Regions from separate parts of the Triticum aestivum genome. Here region 1 is linked to region 2. A link is a contact called in public Hi-C data. All regions are on one chromosome and are shown on one strand. Each heading gives the region's core, a stretch centred on a gene start, on an enhancer-like site or on the middle of the called end of the contact. The rest is flanking DNA. Distances are from core to core; before and after follow the strand shown.

Region 1 (6,030 bases), core at 816-3,315, 140 kb before region 2:
CGACGGTGAGCCCTGATTTTTGTTGCTACCGACCACCAAAAAAGCTTCCACCCATAAGATTATTTGCTACCATGGGGAAGCTGCACCCAGCTGATATGTTTCCTTGATAGCGACTTTTTTTTTGCTTAACGGGTGTTGGAACCGGCACCGACGCCGGTGCTGCAACCATCATCGGTGGAAGCTTCTTTGTGGCGAGCTGCGACCTCGTGCCGCAACCCTCAAATGTTTCCTCATGGGGAAAAGTTACAACCGGCCATGGCAAGCTGCGACCTCGCGCACAGCGCTATAGTTGGCGGGGCAGGGGGAGGGGGGCTGGAGAGCTGCGCCGGCGGGCGGCGACGACAAGCTGCAAGCGGGAGGCTACGCGGGGCGTGCAAGCAGGGGTAGGAAGGAATTGCATCGAGGAAAAAAAATTGTACATGAGAGCTATGCAGCGGCTTAATCGGATAGTTAAGCACACACGTATCGTGTGGGTGCACGACGACGGGCCGAAATTTGAACCGGCGCGCCGCCTCCTAGCACTGGCCTAAAAAACTTCCCATATGACGCATGGTCCCTGCTCACAGGGCATTTTCAGTCTTACGGAGCGGGTTGATCGCGCGCGCAAGCACGCCCTAATCCTCATTCCTCAACATTTTTCCCCTGGTGACATGCAGCGATTTTTTTTGCGAACTCAAAACCTTGTATTACTCAATCATGGTCTCATTACAATCATCAGCAACTACCTCCAACACTTCAGGAGGACCCGACCCTAACCAAGTCATAGTCCTATTATTTAGGCGACCAAAAGAAGCTAGCAAGTCGCTCGCCTTATTTCGAGAACGAGCGACGTGAGTAATACGAGTTTGATAAAGACTTAATAAATCTCTGATCTCACTAACTAAAGACGAGTAGATCGAACGATCAATATCACCACATGTGATCATGGCCACCGCAACAGAAGAATCAAGCTCAACTTGTATCGGCAATGTAGTTCGTTGGACCGAAGCAGTCAGGCCCTTCAGGCAAGCGCGAAGTTCAGCCTCCAACACATCCCGGCATACCCGTATCGCCCTGCATGCAGAAAAGATGATACCTCCTGACTCATCTCTTAAGATCATGCCTGCCCCAGCATCTTCACATGACACAAAAGCTCCGTCCGTATTCAGTTTTGTCCACCCCTGCTTCGGTTTTTCCCAACGAGATAGCTTAGCCTTTACAGCAGCCGTTTGAAGATCCATCATCATACTGGCTTTCCCTTTCACCGAGTCCACCCCTTTATCGTTCTTAATGGCCATCAGAGAGTGAAGGTAACTCTGTAGGAAACGGACCGATACTTCCATCTGCGGTGCCGGTTTATGATGCACCACCTCATTGCGTATGTACCAACTTCTCCAGAGCACAAGGAGAATCATACACCTCTCAATATCACTCATAGGCGCGAGAACTTGCAGTAGCCACTCCCTACCACAATTAACAATTGACTGTAGCTGAGGTAATCTCCAGACTTTGGCCATTCTCAAATAAAGATCCCTCCCCAATTGGCAGCGCACGAACGGGTGAAAATTATCTTCCGTGTCTAATCCACAAACCGGGCAAACATTCGTGGTCTCCAGACCAATCTTATGCTTATTTTTCCATGTTGGCAGTCCATCCGTCGCGACCCTTCATGCAAACTTTGCCATTGTTGGCGGAGCACCACACCTCCAGATGAACTTCCAGCAACTTCTTGCCCCGGTCGGCGACGAACTGGAAGATACTGTATTGAACCTGTGAATCTCGTCGAACGCAAAGTGGTATGCACTCTTCACAGAGAAGACACCCATCTTGTCCGGCCCCCATGCAAGAATATCCTCTAGTGTTGAACTTTGGGTAGTTGAGAGGAGTGTCTCTAGTGTTGAACGGTCCAAGTGACTCTACAAGAGAGAAGCAAAAGGAAGCGTTCTTTTTCTCTCTTTCACCCTGATCCACAGAAACCCGCGTGGTGCAAGAAAGCACCTCCGGGTCGGGTCCTACACAAAAGTGACCCGATTCCATGCGAAAATGGCACTTGTGCTTGCAACCAACATATGGTCTGGATTGTTTTGGGATGGGAGATCCTGTGTGCCATGTGGCTCGTGGGGGCTGCCGGTCAAGGTGGGTCCTAGCCCATGCGCTAATGGATTTTGATACGTGGAAATCGGTTCGGGTTTAATTATGTGGCTGGGAACAGAGCTTCCACCAAAGCCAGCTTTTTTATACTCCCTCTGTAAACTAATATAAAAGCGTTTAGATCACTATTTTAATACTCTAAACGCTTTTATATTAGTTTACATAGGGAGTACTTATTACTACTAGTAGTAACGTAACGTGCGGTATACACAACTAGTCAGTGCTTAATCTACCGTGAAACCATAGGGCGTATGCGTTGGTAACCATGATTTTACTAGGTCAGTGCTTAACCTACTGACAAATGGATAGCTACTGCTAATAAGATTGAGGAATCTGGTTGCTCTATCATATGCTTGCAAGAAGAAGAAGAAGAAGAAAAGAAAATCCTTTGATCATGGTTATGTTAAAAAAAATTACCCCACGAGATTAAAAAAAAATGAAACTCCATGGGCACTAGCACCCACGGTTTTATTGATATAGAAGAAGCATCCCTCATGAGAATTCCAGAAATTCGTCCCCGACGTGAATCGAACTCTGGTCGTTGGGTTTACAATCATGCGCCCCCAACCACTGGGCTATGCCCACGTCCTCTACCCCACGAGATTGAATAAGTTTGAATATCTTCCATCTATAGGAGCATCTGGTGGGCTGCTAACTGCCTGAAATGAATATATGTTTTATGGACAAATGATTTTTTAGAACAAATTATCGCTTTCAATTCAGTTCACTTATATTCACATTGGTGCCACACGGATCCTCACCAATATATACAATATGAGCCATGCCAGCAAGAGGATAAGATGGGATTCATTGGAGTAGTCTACGGAGGTGAGTGAACCAGAGTGGCACCGGTGATTAGGTCACCCTTCCTAGCTCCTCTCTATTGGGCATACCTAGAGTGGCACCGGTTGTGAACTAGGGTCAATGCCTTTTAGCTATTTGGGCATACCTATTCATCATCGGAAATTATTCATTAAGGAGTGGAAGTGCATCGAGGACCGAATTGAAAAGAAGTTAAGTTGTTGGAAAAGCAAGTTAATGTCCTATGGTGGTCGACTAGTACTCATTAACTCTGTCTTGACAAGTATGTCGATGTTTCTGCTCTCCTTTTTTGAGGTACCTAAAGGGGTACGAAGGAGACTAGACTTCTTCCGATCTCGATTCTTCTGGCAGTCTGATGAGGCCAAGAAGAAATACCGCTTAGCTCGCTGGGATATATTATGTCGACCTAAGGACCAGGGGGGTCTCGGCATTGAGAATCTAGAGATCAAGAATAAATGTCTTTTAAGCAAATGACTTTTCAGGCTTTCGGTAGAGAACGACGGGATGTGGGCACAAATTTTACGAAACAAATATTTACAGTCCAAAACTCTAGCACAAGTTAACGTGAGGTCATCCGATTCGCCTTTCTGAAAGGGCCTAATGAGAACTAAAGACTTATTCTTTCGTAGAACCAAATTCACTATTGGCAATGGGATGTCAACACAATTTTTGGAGGATACATGGCTAGGGGAGACGCCCTTAGCTGTTCAATATCCAAGTCTATATAATATTGTCCAACGTAAGGAAGATTACGTTGGCACGATATTACAATCGGTACCTCTAAATATTCAGTTTAGGCGATCTTTGGTTGGGGAGAGATGGAATTCATGGATACATCTAGTACGGAGAGTGATGGATGTACAATTAACCGACCAATCGGATTCCTTACATTGGACACTGACCAAGAATGGCTCATTCACGGTCAAATCATTTTATTTGGACCTAATTAACTCTGGCTTCCTCCCGAGATCCATTCATATCTGGAAAGTTAAGGTCCCCTTGCGTATCAAAATTTTCATGTGGTTCGTACATAAACAAGTGATACTCACCAAAGACAATCTGTTAAAACGACATTGGGTAGGCAGCTCACGATATTGTTTTTGTGATAATAATGAAACAATACAACACCTTTTCATCGATTGTCCTTTGGCAAAACTTTTATGGCGCACTATTCATATAGATTTCAACATTGCCCCTCCAATTAACATTGAATCGTTGTTTGGGACGTGGTTAGATGGGGTGGATCGCAATACTACGAGTCATATTCGAGTTGGAATATGTGCTTTTTTGTGGGCTATATGAAACTGCAGGAACGATATGATCTTTAACAGGCAACAATTTTTAAACTTCTTGCAGGTTATCTTTAGAGCTACTGCATGGATCCGTACATGGTCCTTACTCACTCCTACGGAATCCAGGGAGCCGCTGGTTATTGGGTGCAACCAATGGGAGATGGTAGCACGGGTTATATTCAACCGATTTGGATGACGGACGCTTAAAAGGATAGGAGTTTAGGTCTCTAGTCCTGTTACCATCATCGGTTGTAATCTTGAGGTCTTTTATGGCTTTGTCATCCCGTTCCTTTTTGCGAGCTGTAATACTTTGGATACTATTTGTTTTTCGAGACTTTTAATAATATGGATGCATGCATCATTCAGATGCAGAGGCCGGGGGCACGCCTTCTTTTCCAAAAAAAAGCTCCTGTCTATTGATCGGGGTTCACAACTAGGTTGGGAAAATAGTGTCTCAAATTTTTGCTTGTCATAAGTCAAACGAAATGTTCGTAATAAAAAAACTTTGTTCTTTTACACTCTAATAACTGGATGGAAAAAATTAAACAGCAAGAGCAAACATAAAACGCTGGCTCCGTTGGGATACTCTGAGCACCTACAACCAGGATTGCAAAATATGACCTTTTATACCGAAAAAGGCTTTCGCCCCGCTTTATAAATAAACCATCATAGCCACAAGGTATAGCAAAGGTCCACCCACACACACACACACACCCACACACAAAGTCACACCACAAATAGTACAAGAGGGTTCTGCTGAGGGCGCAGCTCAACAAGCCCTGAAAACGAAAACAAAGGCGGATAACCCGCAATAGCAGCTAAGAAGCTAATCCATCTCTGGTGGTAGAGTAGGAAGCGGCGGCACCAAGCGGAGAGACATCGAGCGGAGGTCGGCGATGATGATGTTGATGGCGTCCCGGTCCTGGAGGCGGCTAAGCGGCCACCAAAGCTGCAAGTACCCACACATTTTGTAAACAACGTCAGTGGCACGTCGAAGAGGAACTCGCTGGATGACAAGCTTATTACGCACGGTCCATAGCGTCCACGCAAGGACCCCAATGAGCAGCCACCTAATGTGGCGGCCCGAAGGGGGGAGGGCCTGCACCTCAGTGAGGAGGTCGGGGAAGTTGGTGTTACACCAGTTGCCACCAGTAGCCTCACGGAGGCATCCACAAAGGAACTGGGCAAAAACGCACGAGAAAAAGATGTGATTCGAGGTTTCCTCAATCCCATATAGGGGGAAAATCCCATCGCCCGGGCCTTGCCGCTTCAACACCTCCATGCTGGAGGGGAGCTGGCTGCGGATCCATTGCCACAAGAAGATTCTGATCTTTAGGGGCAGATGGATAGCCCAGACCGTCTCAAGGACTACCGGGCCAGGGAAGGGGGCAATGGCCCGCTATGGGGGTTTCATGGAGAACCGGCCCAAGGGTTCGAGGCGCTAGGACGGGCGGTCGTGGGGCTGCGTCAAATCCGGATCATGGAGAGCAACGGTGTCCAGAAGCTCATGCCAGACAGCGACTTCCGGGGGCCGGAATGGCCACTGAAACGCAAGACGCCCTAAGTCAATAAGGGCCATCTCGACGGAAATCCTAGGCTCCACCGCAACGAAGAAAAGATCTAGGAACCTGTCAACTAAGGGGGAGTCCCCAGCCCAATTGTCGAACGAAAACAGCGTGGACGTCCCAGAGCCAACCGAAATGGAGGTCCCGATGCGGAGGACTGGGAGCAGCTGGATGACGGACTGCCAGAACTGGTAACCACCCGATCTGATGCAGAAGGCAAG
Region 2 (6,616 bases), core at 193-2,692:
GTTTCAGTCAATTGAAAATGAATAATTTCAATCATATTCAAAATACAGTGATTTCACTCATCTAAAACAAGATAATGCACTATTTTATTTCACTCGTTTCAAAAGGAAGATTGAAAATATTCGCTATGTACCGGTACCCGTGCACTCATTTAAAAAAATCCGCTCTTCTAAAAAAATAATTTTACTAAAATAAACTTCAACTACTCAAGAAAACATGTTTCGCTCATTTCAAAAAAATAAGGTCGCTGCAATCAAAATCAGATTTCACTTGTAAGTGTTGTTCTAAGCAGTTACACTGAAATAGGTTGAGCGAAATAAGTGAATTTAAACATGTTTGAAATGTATCCTAAATTAGTCTTGTTCTAAGCTACCCAAAAATGTGTGTCAGGTTGTTCAAAAGATCACCGTCATATGGTTTTTGGAAGAAAAAAAGTGGCTTAAGGAATCGAACTGACCAATAGAAGGATGGTTTCCATTGATCATCGGTAATATTGGCTAACACTTGCAGTACATTGTATTGAGAGACGATAAATGTTTATGTCAGAATATTTAGTCAAGCTTGTTTAATGAGAAGTTACTCTAGTCTCTAGCCAGTCCAACTAACCCAAGGGGTTTCCGCTGGGTGATGTCAAACATAAAAGGCCCTGAACTGTTTCCATAAAAACTTCCTGGGTGACTTAATGAGCTGCAGCTGAGGGGGTCCTGGTCTTGCAGGCCCGACTTAATTGACGTATGCTCAAATGCACTGCTCGTTTGAATGCCTGACCCTGCCTTGTGGGCCATCTCTTGGCGAGGGCGTAGGTAATATGAATGCAGAATGCTTTGTAGTATACAACACATCAATCTCAGTATACATGCTACTCGTATTTGGACTGCACGAATCACATGGGAATGAGCGGGCCTGATACTGACCGCGCGTAGCACCATGTCCACTCGTGATTATTCGTCATTTATTAGCCTATAGACTCATATTGTCTTGGTATGTGTGATATTACAGTAACTAACTAAGTTATCACCATCACCTCTCTCATCATTAAATATGTGCACCACATAAGCAAAATTATCTTGAAAAGTGTGATGTTACTAGTGATGTTACTACTAGCCTGAGACTATATTATCCTTTTTCATTAAATGGTACAATACCTTCTAATCTCCATATTTAATCTCATCAAAATCGTTTAACTTTTATGGGATAATATACCGAAGCAAAGTTCCTATGTTATTGCCGTAAATGTATCCATTCGCAAAACATCCCATGATTTTTTTAGGTAAAAAAAGGACCCATGAATTACTGGTGTACTGGGAATACTACTTACTAGCATCATTTCACTGGGATGCTTGTGCAATTATTATACTGGTAGAGGACACGCGTGCATTAAACCCATTTCTTAATAAAAGAAGTCCCCAGTGTGAAATTCACCCTAGTACCTTTTATTTTTGCCCCTTCGGCTTGATACTTCAATCCCATATTCCCCATGTAGAGTAGCAGCTATATCCATTAGCCCCCCTTCCCCTCATCTCTCCCTCCACCAGCTCGGTGTTTGCTCTCTCGCAACTTCGCTCAACTTGCAGTGGCAATAGCAGAGGCAGCGGCAGCCCGCGATCGATCCTTGCCGGGTCCGCGGGTGGGATCGACGATGTCGGATCAGATGGATTCTGGCATAAAGCTCTTCGGGCGGGTGATCCCGTTGGTTCCTGACGCTGCGCCCGGGCCGCCGGAAGCGGAGGCGACGGCCGGCTCCGAGCACCCACCGCCGCCGCCGCCGCAGGAGTCAGAGGCCGAGGCAGAGGCTGATAATAATAAGGTTAGCTCAAGGAGGGCTTTTGTTTGATCGACAATTTCAATATGCATGTTCCTCGGTTTCCGTGCGAAATCAAGGAGGCGCACCTTCATCCCATCATGTTTAGAGTCTGCATATTGCAAAATACTTACTTGTAATAAAAATAAAAATTACTACAAAATGTTTAGAATCCGGCGATCGAATTGGAGAACGAGGGTGGGTGGATTCGAGGTTTAGAATTTTATAGAGTGGACTCGAGGTTTAGATAAACGGCGAGGATGTCATGCTGATCAGGTGACCCGCAGGATGATAAAATAGACCGGGTTTCGTCTGGATCTCAGAATGGATAGGTCCAAAAGTACAGGAGGGGTAATCTCTTTGGCCAGGCACAGTTGGACGTCGGTTTCTCCTATTTGGGCTCTATCTTTGTTTCCAAAAAAGCTGCAGCGAAAGGTCTCCTAGCTGTGGGGTCCGGAGGTACAACAATAATTGTACTACCATGCTGTGAGCGAGATGCTGATTAATGGGGATTAATAATCGTCTATTCATTTTTATATTATACTGTATGGGGCTCCTCGGAGTTACTAATCTCTGAGTCAACGGTAATAGCCTTCCGATCAAGATACTACTGTCATAGTTTTGTACTTGAACAAATCTTGATGACCCAATCGAACATTTGTTTTGAAGTAGCTTAGAAATAGTAATTTCTCGGTCGCCTGGGAACCAGCAAACCATTTTTGTATATCATTTGCCTTTCCTCTTCTTCTCATTTTTGTTACACCTTATTTCGTTAGACAAAATGAAGTTGAACACGGAATTATTACCATAACTGGAGTAAATTGAAAAGTTAGTTATCACTTCCATTTGGTGCATGAACAGAAGAAGACATACCACATGTTGCCTACATATAGATGGCTGGGTGAGGACACAACAGAGTTGGTAGGGTGTTGTCATGCTGCTTCCTCAGAAGTGGTTATTAGGAGTGCAGAGTAAGCCATCCATGCAGAATTCAGCTTGTTTTGAGCATGCGGTGGTCCTTCAAGGGGCTTCTCATCTTCATTTGTTCACGAGTGGTCACCTGGGGGGGCTTCTGTTTTGAACACCTGACCCAGAATACCTTTATCTTGTTAAAGCAGGGCACGCAAAATCGTATGTCATATCATATGTCACCATATGTCGTACAGTACATCTTTTATTTGCTCTTTTTTGGCCCAACTTACAAGTGTCTATTGCCGCTGCGCTAAGCTGATCGAATTTCGATTTTGTGTTCAAGCAGCCGAACTTGAACCCCGTGATGAATTTCTGCGGTTTTCTTAACGCTGTCTTACCGTGGTTAAAACGCATGCTATGCTAGTTTTGGTTAGTATTTGAGGACGCAATGCTTCCAAGTTTTCTATGTGTGGAGTGGTAACATAACCAATATGGCAATATCTCGGATCTTTTGTTAGCCAATATTGTCCCCTATGAAGACTATAGTTGATTTGATTTATGATCATGTTTTTGACCTATTGGTGCATCTGCAGAAACATAATGTTCTCACCTCTGCAAGATGTTAAATATAGTAACTTCTGTTTTGTTTGAGTTGAAGTACTCTTTTAACAGTACCTCGTGTTGCAATTTTATAGGAACAACACAAAGAAACAAAAGACAAAGGCGATAGTGAAATGAAGGTGGACGCTCCAGAAGAGAAAGAAGATGGTGGAATGAAAGGTGATGAACTAAGGGAGAGAAAAGATGACGAAATGGAGGTTGATGCACCACAAGCCAAGCAAAATGCAGAAACAGCCAGTTCATCTACCTTGGACCATAAGAAAGACGACCAGGCCCAGATAAGCAATGCTGAAGAGAAGGTGGCATCAGACCCGAAGGAGGAGAATGAGAAGAAATCAAATGACGAATCAGGCCAGGATAAGGTGCTCAAGAAGCCAGATAAAATTATACCTTGCCCTCGGTGCAACAGCATGGATACAAAGTTCTGCTATTACAACAACTACAATGTTAATCAACCAAGGCACTTCTGTAAGAATTGCCAAAGGTATTGGACTGCAGGGGGGAGTATGAGGAATGTACCTGTCGGTGCTGGGAGGCGCAAAAGCAAGAATTCAGCGCTGCACTACCGTCAGTTGTTGATGGCCCCTGATTGTCTGCTGGGGTCTAGAGTAGACATCTCTGACACAGTGAACCCAGAAGTCCTTGCATCTCTACCTTCCATCCCGACACAATCAGCCAGTAGAAATGAAACAGTTCTCAAGTTTGGGCCTGAGGTGCCACTTTGTGAATCGATGGTATCGGTGCTGAACATTGAAGAGCAGAATGTGACCAATGCTGGATCTGTACCAAGAGATGAAACCAGGGAAGGTAACTCGTGCGCATCGACTACCACATCAAACAATGGGTTACCTGCAAACGCAGTCCCGCCTGGTCAGAACGGAGCGCCTGTTTACTGTAATGGGGTTGGTCCGGTGCCTCAGTATTACCTTGGACCTCCTTTCATGTACCCATGGAGCATGGGGTGGAACAACCTTCCTGTAATGGTGCCGGGTGGAAGTATGCCCGAGTCTGCTTCTCCATCAGAAAGCTGCAGCACTAGTTCGGCGCCATGGATGAACTCTCCCATGATGCCAGGCTCAAGGCTTCCTGCACCCCCGTTTCCATATCCTATTGTTCCACCTGCACTCTGGGGTTGCTTACCAAGCTGGCCAGCCGCGGCATGGAACACACCATGGGTCGGGACCAACGGGTGCATATCGCCGTCTGGGTCAAGCAACAGCAGCTGTTCAGGCAATGGGTCTCCTACTCTGGGGAAGCATTCCAGGGACCCCAATCCACAGAAAGATGACAAGGAGGAGAAATCACTATGGGTTCCCAAGACGCTCCGCATCGATGACCCCGATGAGGCAGCGAAGAGTTCCATATGGGCAACTCTTGGCATCAAACCTGGAGACCCTGGCGTCTTCAAGCCTTTCCAGTTCAAGGGTGAGAGCAAGGGCCAGCCAGCAGATGCACGCCCTGCCCGTGCTTTACAGGCGAACCCCGCAGCGTTTTCTCGGTCGCAGTCGTTCCAGGAGAGCTCTTGAACTGATGGCTGTTGCCTATCTAATACATTTTGGCAACACAGCTTGTCCTGTAGTAAAATTTGTACATAATAGTATAACTTTGCGATATGGGGAAACACCCAAGGAGAGCTTTTTGAATAGCCACTAACCTGCAGTGGAGCTTGCAAAGAGCTTTCATGAGAACTTACTTGAGAGGTGTGTACTGTAAATATTTGACAAACTGGTTATCTATAACAATGTAATTAGGTTAAGTCAGGAGTACAATCACCTGGTTTGCCACTCCTATTATTTCGGTGCAGGTTGTAACAATTTAACATTGCTACTGATGAAGACTATATATAGAAATATGAATAAACAGTTTGAGATGTCAAGCACAGTTACTCCTTTTTTCCAGATAATTATTCCAGTGTTTCACGGTACATGTAATCCGCCAATTTGAAGTTTCTTGTATACATATGCATAATATTTTATAATTATTTCTCAGGCAGCGACAAACAAATCAACAATGTATGCCCGCATAGTTTCACAGAGCAGTTAAAGCTCAGTACATAACAATTATCAAAATTTGCAACATCTGTTTACCACAATTTCTGCTCATGAGATACACAGGTTTTACACAGGTAAGGTGAAAATGTAAACAGAGTAACTCCTCGATCACCAAGCCTTTAGTTCTTAAAAATTCACTTCAACATTTTCATCGTCCTACAGATTAGGCTGGTATAGCACAGATACAGTCGGGTGATGGTGTTAGAAACATCCTAGCTAGAAGTCCAGAGTGCGTAGAAGCGTCAGGCATCATAGGAAGAACATCCAATGTGATAGGCTTCCTGATGATCTGAACCAATGCTCGAGATCTGGTGGTAGGGGCGATGAACTGGGGGTAGAAGCAAAGCCAAAGACTTGTCCATGAGCAGAAGCCGTCGGCATTTACTGCATGACAAATAATGCAGTGTTACTTGTCTGTACAGGAGAAATGGTTGATGATGATATGATGCAAATCAAGTTGCATATCTAAGGAGGATTACCTGCAAAGTTTTGTAAATAGAGTCTGATAATCAGCAATCCAACGCTGCAAAAGGTTTGCATCTGTTAGTACTTAAACACAAGCAAGGTAGAATTGTTGCAATGGATTTCTAGCGATAAGTTTTGGTAATAACTGGATTACTGCCGTGCAGTATATTTATCTCAATGACTAAAATTTGCTGCAACTCACCAATAAAATAGAAAGTGCTTTACTGGGTTCCACACTGATGAAGTACTGCAATGCCTTGTCAGCATGCTCCTACATAATCACAACAGTACACCCATGCTTCAATTCGAATGCCTCTTATGGGAACAAATAATCAGCTCAAAGATCATAAAAGAAGCATTTACCGTCACATGCTTAAAGACGTGATGCACCGACAAGCCTCTCGCATGAAGGTAGCTTCCTCCCTAACAGAGGATAACTGCATCTGTCAGAAATAATATCTTGCCCACTCATTATCAACAAGAATGCTCACTTTGCCTATTAAGTGTATCAATGGGAACATGCTAAGACACAGAAAGTGATCTTGCTACATAAGCAACTACTTATATGGTATTGGGTACTCGTTCCAGTTCACAAAGAAGCGGTGTTTTGGACATACCTTCGGTCAAAAATTTATAACTTTGACTGCCAAACCATTTAACATATATCGGAAACTTGAAAAATAATATGTACATATTTGTCTCGGAAAGTATTTCCAAAATATTACATCTTTCTTGGGTTTTATGCCTGTACTATAGTAAAAGTTTGTG

What was found. A called contact is a pair of places that touch in the nucleus more often than the background predicts.
Region 1: a Hi-C map of leaf shows a contact between it and region 2, with 8 times the contacts expected there. The contact joins the enhancer-like site here to the promoter of LOC123061029 in region 2. A contact is called at or near these places in 2 of 5 Hi-C or Micro-C datasets (both in leaf) and 1 of 1 datasets of contacts at active chromatin or transcription factors (leaf).

Annotation. Positions count from the first base shown.
Region 1 is chr3A:220,051,491-220,057,520 of IWGSC CS RefSeq v2.1, reverse strand. No RefSeq gene overlaps it. Among protein-coding and RNA genes, the nearest start is that of LOC123058259, 69 kb to the left of the region's middle. Within about 2 kb of position 2,065, at least 1 of the 8 cell types and tissues checked has an H3K27ac peak or open chromatin away from gene starts, as enhancers often do. A contact at or near this core is called in leaf, where this site is marked.
Region 2 is chr3A:219,912,782-219,919,397 of IWGSC CS RefSeq v2.1, reverse strand. It overlaps LOC123061029 (cyclic dof factor 2), which reads left to right and starts at 1,442. Exons shown (of 2, transcript XM_044483928.1): 1 at 1,442-1,805; 2 at 3,407-5,101. The coding sequence starts at 1,638. The coding sequence ends at 4,858. LOC123061030 (mediator of RNA polymerase II transcription subunit 27) reads right to left here. Exons shown (of 7, transcript XM_044483929.1): 4 at 6,212-6,271; 5 at 6,051-6,119; 6 at 5,863-5,906; 7 at 5,337-5,767. The coding sequence ends at 5,626.